Linked DNA regions of Mus musculus: region 2 is linked to region 1. The links are chromatin contacts, called in public promoter capture Hi-C maps. All regions are on one chromosome and are shown on one strand. Each heading gives the region's core, a stretch centred on a gene start, on an enhancer-like site or on the middle of the called end of the contact. The rest is flanking DNA. Distances are from core to core; before and after follow the strand shown. Region 1 holds the start of Ankrd12 (ankyrin repeat domain 12). Region 2 overlaps Ppp4r1 (protein phosphatase 4, regulatory subunit 1).

What was found. Promoter capture Hi-C pulls out the DNA fragments that hold promoters and counts their contacts.
Region 2: a contact with region 1 is called in a promoter capture Hi-C map of the HPC-7 cell line. The contact joins the enhancer-like site here to the promoter of Ankrd12 in region 1. A contact is called at or near these places in 12 of 39 promoter capture datasets (the C10 cell line, the HPC-7 cell line, cranial neural crest and 9 more), 1 of 484 Hi-C or Micro-C datasets (embryonic retina), 5 of 115 datasets of contacts at active chromatin or transcription factors (bone marrow-derived macrophages, effector CD8 T cells, embryonic stem cells and 2 more) and 4 of 9 other capture datasets (adipose tissue, embryonic stem cells, liver and 1 more).

The regions. Positions count from the first base shown.
Region 1 is chr17:66,075,612-66,078,418 of GRCm38.p6, reverse strand. Ankrd12 (ankyrin repeat domain 12) reads left to right here and starts at 1,373. Exons shown (of 13, transcript NM_001025572.1): 1 at 1,373-1,535.
Region 2 is chr17:65,824,941-65,827,819 of GRCm38.p6, reverse strand. All of the region lies in intron 11 of Ppp4r1 (protein phosphatase 4, regulatory subunit 1), which reads right to left. Among named protein-coding and RNA genes, the nearest start is that of Ppp4r1, 43 kb to the right of the region's middle. Within about 2 kb of position 1,344, at least 42 of the 459 cell types and tissues checked have an H3K27ac peak or open chromatin away from gene starts, as enhancers often do. A contact at or near this core is called in the HPC-7 cell line, effector CD8 T cells and trophoblast stem cells, where this site is marked.

The sequences.
Region 1 (2,807 bases), core at 124-2,623:
GAGACTGTCTTTTTTTTTTTTTAAGCTAGATTTGATTTATATTATGTGGATTAGTGTTTTGCCTGTGCTCGTGGTGTGCACCAAATCCAGAAGAGAGCAGTGGACACCCAGGAACTGAAGTTACATAAGGTTTTGAGTGGTCTTGTGGGTGTTGGGAACAACTGAATCTAGGTCTTCAAACAGTGCTTTTAACCCCAGAGCCATCTCTCCAGCTCTGCCTATATAAAAAGACTAACTGGTTGTGAGTGCTTATGATTTAGGGTCTAAGGTAGGTCTTTAAAGTTAAGTTTTCACCAGAAATATAGCTCTCACTATACACCACTGTTGGGTACTTGGTTGGCATGAGCAAGGGCAGAGCTTCAGTCCCCAGTTCACACATACACAGATTTCTCTAGAAGACTGTTCATACTGAAAGTTTTTTATAGCTGAGAACAATGGAAGACAATCTATCCTGATTTTTTTTTTTAATGAAGGTTTATGTCCCTGTCAAGCCCAAAACTCACATCAGAATTTACAGCTTATTATTGATAGGACTGTCTTAAAATCATTAAGATACTAACGGATACTGAAGGAGGCCACAGTTAACGAAGAGGGAGAAGATGGTTTCCTGTGGAGTATGTAACTTCTTAGGGTGGTTAAAGCACAACGGTTGCAGGCTAACCGCTGTAGATTAAAGTATTCAGAAGGAAGTCTGAGGACAAGCTGCTGCGATGGTAAAATTTCCTCACACGCCCTATGAGACTTAGTACCACAGGAACAAATTTGGTGAAATTTCTGCTCAGAAAGGTCACAGGATCGCATGGCTAGAACTGAGCTTACCGATGCGTTCTTTGCAAGCAGTGCTTAGAGCCGTGCTTTGGGAACAGAGTGCGTCTGGCTGGGACATCCCTCGGCCCGCGCCGCACGAAGCGGCTCAGTCACGCAACCCGGACCTGCCCCACAGTGCTGCGGTGCCCTCCCGCCCGCACGACCACCGCTAACAAAACCCTCCCGGTTTCCGGCTGGTTTTGCCGTCCCAACTCAAACCCTGCAAAAATATGTGCGTTTCCTCCGCCGGGCGCCAGCACCCATGCCGCCTTTTGCACATCTCCGGTGGTGGTGACTGCGCGTGAGGAGCTCCCCGGCCGACGGCTCGAGGGCTGCTCCGACTCCCACGCGGCTCCAGGACTTCCGGCCCCCTCCACCCGCTCCGCTTCGCTCCCCAAGAACGCCACCCGCCGCCGCGCGCTCCGCTCCTCCGGGGAGCCCAGGGACGGGCGCGTCGGGGGCGGGGCACGGCGGTCACGCCGCCCGTCCCGTGCCTGCAGGAGTCACGTGTCCGCCCGGGTCACGTGCTCGCGCCGCAGCCAATCGCGGAGAACGCTGTCCAGGAGCAAGGAGGCTGTGGTGAGAGACCGACCAAGACCGGAGATGTTTTTAAGCCTGGCCCCGGCGGCATCAGGGGCTGTTGCAGCGGCGACGGAGACACCGGCAGCGGCGGCCACCCGGAGGTCCTCGTTCAGGGGGTGAACCCTTCTGCGCCCGCTGAGCCTCGGGTCTGTGCGGGCCAGGGGGGCGTGGCGACCAGAGGGGAGGAAGGAGGGCGCGGTTTCGAGTCTGTCCCGGGTACCAGGGAGGAGACCCTCAGCCCGGTGCCCCGTCTCCTCCCCGGAGCCAGGTAGGGGGGTTGCGCCTCTGCCAGCCGCGCCCAGCCGTGTGCTACGCGCCACTCGGCCCAGCCCAGCCCGCGGCGCGGCCGGCCGGACCGTGACAGGCCGTTGGTGGCCGCCCCGCCCGGCATCCTGACGGGTCGCGGCGCAGGTGGGGCCGCCGCTGGGCGACGCTCGGGCGGCGGCTAGCGCGAGCGCCTTGGCCGCCGCTTACCGGAACATGGCGCGGCCGGGAGGGCGCCGCCAGCGCACCGGGACGGACGGCATCGCGGGGGCGCGCCGTGCCGCCGCGCGCTCCCGGTGCCAGCGGCGCTGCGTGCGCGGTTGTCGGAGACTCGGTGCGGGCCGGGGCGTAGGAGGCGCGATGGTCCCGGGAGAGGTGCGTGAAAGCGAAAGAGCTGCGGCTCGCCGGAGCCAGTTCTGTCCTAAATGCCAGTGCGACCTGCCCTTGCCGCGTTGAGCGATCAGGTCTAGTTTGTGCCAGTTCCGATTGGAATGATGTTCAGAGACCCTTAGAGCGTATTGGAATCTTAGATCTGGTTTTTGGAGAGTAAGATGGAGATGACGCATCCTTCAGGATCCACGGCGTTGAATAAAAACGCTGTACAAAGAGGTCACCGAAGCCCAGCTGACAGCTGTTTTAATAATTACAGCGAGAATAGTTGAGGATGGAAATGAACAGTATTGCACTAGTTGAGTACGTCGGAAACATTTGAAGCAGTGTGGTTGTAGGGACTGTAATTTCCGCTGGACACCCCTTGAACTGGGGCGAAGTATGTTGCAAATCCGGCGATCAGTGACGCTCAGGGATTATCGTTAATTCTGTGGTTGAGACGAACCTGCATTCTCAGCCATGTGTTTCTTCTTATTTTAAAATGGCCTGAGTCAATTATAAAGAAAGATGAACTATCCCAGTAAGTCATCTGTTCATTAAAAACATATGCCCAAGTAGGCCTTTAAAAATCTTGCTTACTGATCTTTTTTTCATTTTCTTAAAGCGTTACACAAAGGCTTTCCTGGAGATTAACTCAGAACTGCCAAAATGTGCTCTCTTGATGCCAAATGGTTTAAAAGCAAAAATTAGAATCACCAATGTGACAATGAAGACATTGTTGTAGTTCCCTTTAAAACGTTTCAGTTTGACATTTAATATTTTAA
Region 2 (2,879 bases), core at 95-2,594, 250 kb after region 1:
ATGACAATCATTTTAACTCTCTTTGGGGTCTTTCAAGTTTCTAAAGCAAAAGCAGAAGTGTGCTCCAAGCTGACTGTACAAACTGTCCCAGAGTGCACGCGTGTCTGACAGGCAGGTCCCCTGTCTCCCATGGACTTGCTTTCCATCCATGCATGTCCAGCCTGTCATGTGTCATGTGTCGTGAGCCGCTGGCCATGTGCTGCAGGCCGGCTGTGACTGCAGCTCTGCAGATCCACCACATCACTCTTACAAAGGGGATCTCTCCCATCTCTGTGTCTCACTGTGTAGGATCTTCTGCTGAACTTGTCCTGAGAGCCTACTGTGCTCACAGCTAGCAAAAGGATTCCCCTTCCTTCCCTATTGTAGTCTAGTGAAAGCAGTTAATTCACTATTAAAAATCACAGGAGAAAAAAAGACCGTCGTCAATGATCACAGGCGGTCTGAAACTAAGTCCGCGGTACTGCCTTACAGACAATCGGCTGTGACCTGGTCTGTGTAGAGCTGCTCCCTTAGGGCTGTCGCCACGTTCCCTCTCCTCCCAGGCTTACTGTCAAGACACCATGTTTACAGGACAGCACAGCACTGGTCTCCTGGGTCGGACCTTTGCTTTTAGCCCTGGATCAAGAGTGCACCTTTTAAAACAGTCCAATGCTTTCTGGAGAACTAAAGGCAAGTCCTGCTCTATAACGCACCGCTAGAAAAGAAAAAAGAGCCCCATTGAGCCCTTCTAAAAGTTCAACTCATTTTGTAACACAATGGAGACTAGTTACTTAGCAGAGATTAAACAAAAATGTCCTCAGATTTTAATAAAATCTAAAAGCACTACATGACAAATTTAAATTGTTCTAGGTGTCATAACTGAATTATAAGCATAATTCATATGTAAGCATGTAAATAGTTAAGTTACCATGTAATATTAATAATGAAATTTAACTACAGTATAATTTTAAGTCAAATATACTAGCCATCTCCAAAAACACACATTATGAAACTTAAAAAGTTTATCATTTTACTTATTGAAAAAATGTGCATTCAATATTTCTATTAATATTCACTGAGTGCCCACAATGTGTTAGAGAACTAACAGGTACAAGAGTCCTGGAATAGATCTAAAGACTGGCTGGCCTTTTGCATATAAATTAAGTTTAAGGAAAATAAAATGAGAGTCACTAAAGCTAGATGAAGTTACTAAAACTGAGGTTGATTATTGAGATTGAAACAAGAAGCTAAAGGAAATAACACATCAAACACTTGACGGTAGCTGCTGTGGGCATGGCTCGCTTCCTCTCATCGGGGGCTGAGGATGGGCGAGAAGAAGGGAGAAGGCAGTGCAGGGCTCTGCTGAGGAGCTGCGCCATCGACTCAGAGCTGCTGTGTCACTGAGCTGTCTGTCCTAAGATTCAGAGAGGGTGGGGCCATGCTCGGGCTAGGAAACTGTTCTCCACCTCCGCTGTGTCACTAGCCACTGGGTTACTTCTCACATCTCACAAACTTCATTCAGAAGGGCAGTGGCTTCCACTCGTAGGAACTATACCCCAGTGAATCTTCAAAATTAAGGTCACAACTAGAAAGCATGCTGTGCAGAATAAGCCAGACTCAGAGAGACAATACAATACAGCACGTTCTCTGTCCCCTGTGGATTCAAGATTATACCCATCTGTGCAGAGAGATAGTTTAAATCAAATTCAGTTAAATTAAAATAATATTAGGGACCAAGGATGTAATAAAATTTAATGCTTTTCAGGTATAAAATTACAACAGGAAATCTTAAAAGTCATAGTAAATGAAAACAAGTGCAGAAGGCAGCTAACTGAACACACAGACCACAGTTTTCAAAGTTTAAACAAGGTTTTAGCTGGTTTTATGTCGTGTCACACTGTAATAATCCTAGCTCTCAGGACAATGGGGCAGGAAGACCTGGGGCCAGCCTGGGCTACAGAATGAGATCTTATCTTCCCCACAAACAAAGAAACCAAAAGAAAGGTTTCTGTTGTAAAAGAATTACTTAAGATTTTACTTTATTTTTGCTTAAAAATGGGTATTTCTCAAAATTGAGCAAACTGATAGTTTAGAAATTTTAGTTTTGGGAACAAAAAGGGTAAAAACCATCCAGAATGTGGTATTACATCTGAAGATTTGCAAAAGTTTGCAGCTATAGGATTTAAAAGTTTTTTGTTTTGTTTTTTTCTTAGAGACAAATTCTCATGTAGACCTGTCTGGCCTGGAACTTTCTATATAGGCTAGGCTGGCCTAGAATTCCCAGAGGTCGGTCTGAGTGCTGGGATTAGAGGTGTGCATCATCATGCCTAGTCCTAAGAACATTGAGCACCATCTGACTGCGTCTGCTCCTAACCCTGTTCCTAAGCTCCGCAGGCAGAATAAGGAGAGCCTCGCAACACCCCACTTCCCACTAAGGACTTAATGCATCGTCCACTTGGTAAGAAGACTGCTTTCTTTAGGACTCAACAACCAGTTCAGTTGCCCACAGTGGAGGACATGGGCCATGTATGTGATGTCCCCCACCTCTAAAATACAAATTTGAAAAAGAAATTATTCTTGTAAAAGTCTAAAGCTCACTCTTTAGCCCTCACCTTTCTTACTCTCTTTCTCTCTCTTTCCCTTCCCCCCTCTCTCACGTGACCACGTCCGGTTTCTCTCTCTTTCTACCTTCTCTCTTTCCCCCTGCCTTTCTACAATAAAGCTCTTAAACCATAAACAAACAAAAAACTCTAAAGCTCTTAAAACACCCTACATGTGAAAACCCAGAAATCTATGTCCACCATATAGACTACAGCACTTCTTTAAAAATAAGACCCAGAGCAAAGTGAATATAGCAGAACTCAGAACTTAAAAATTACAAATGTTAAACACTGAATAAC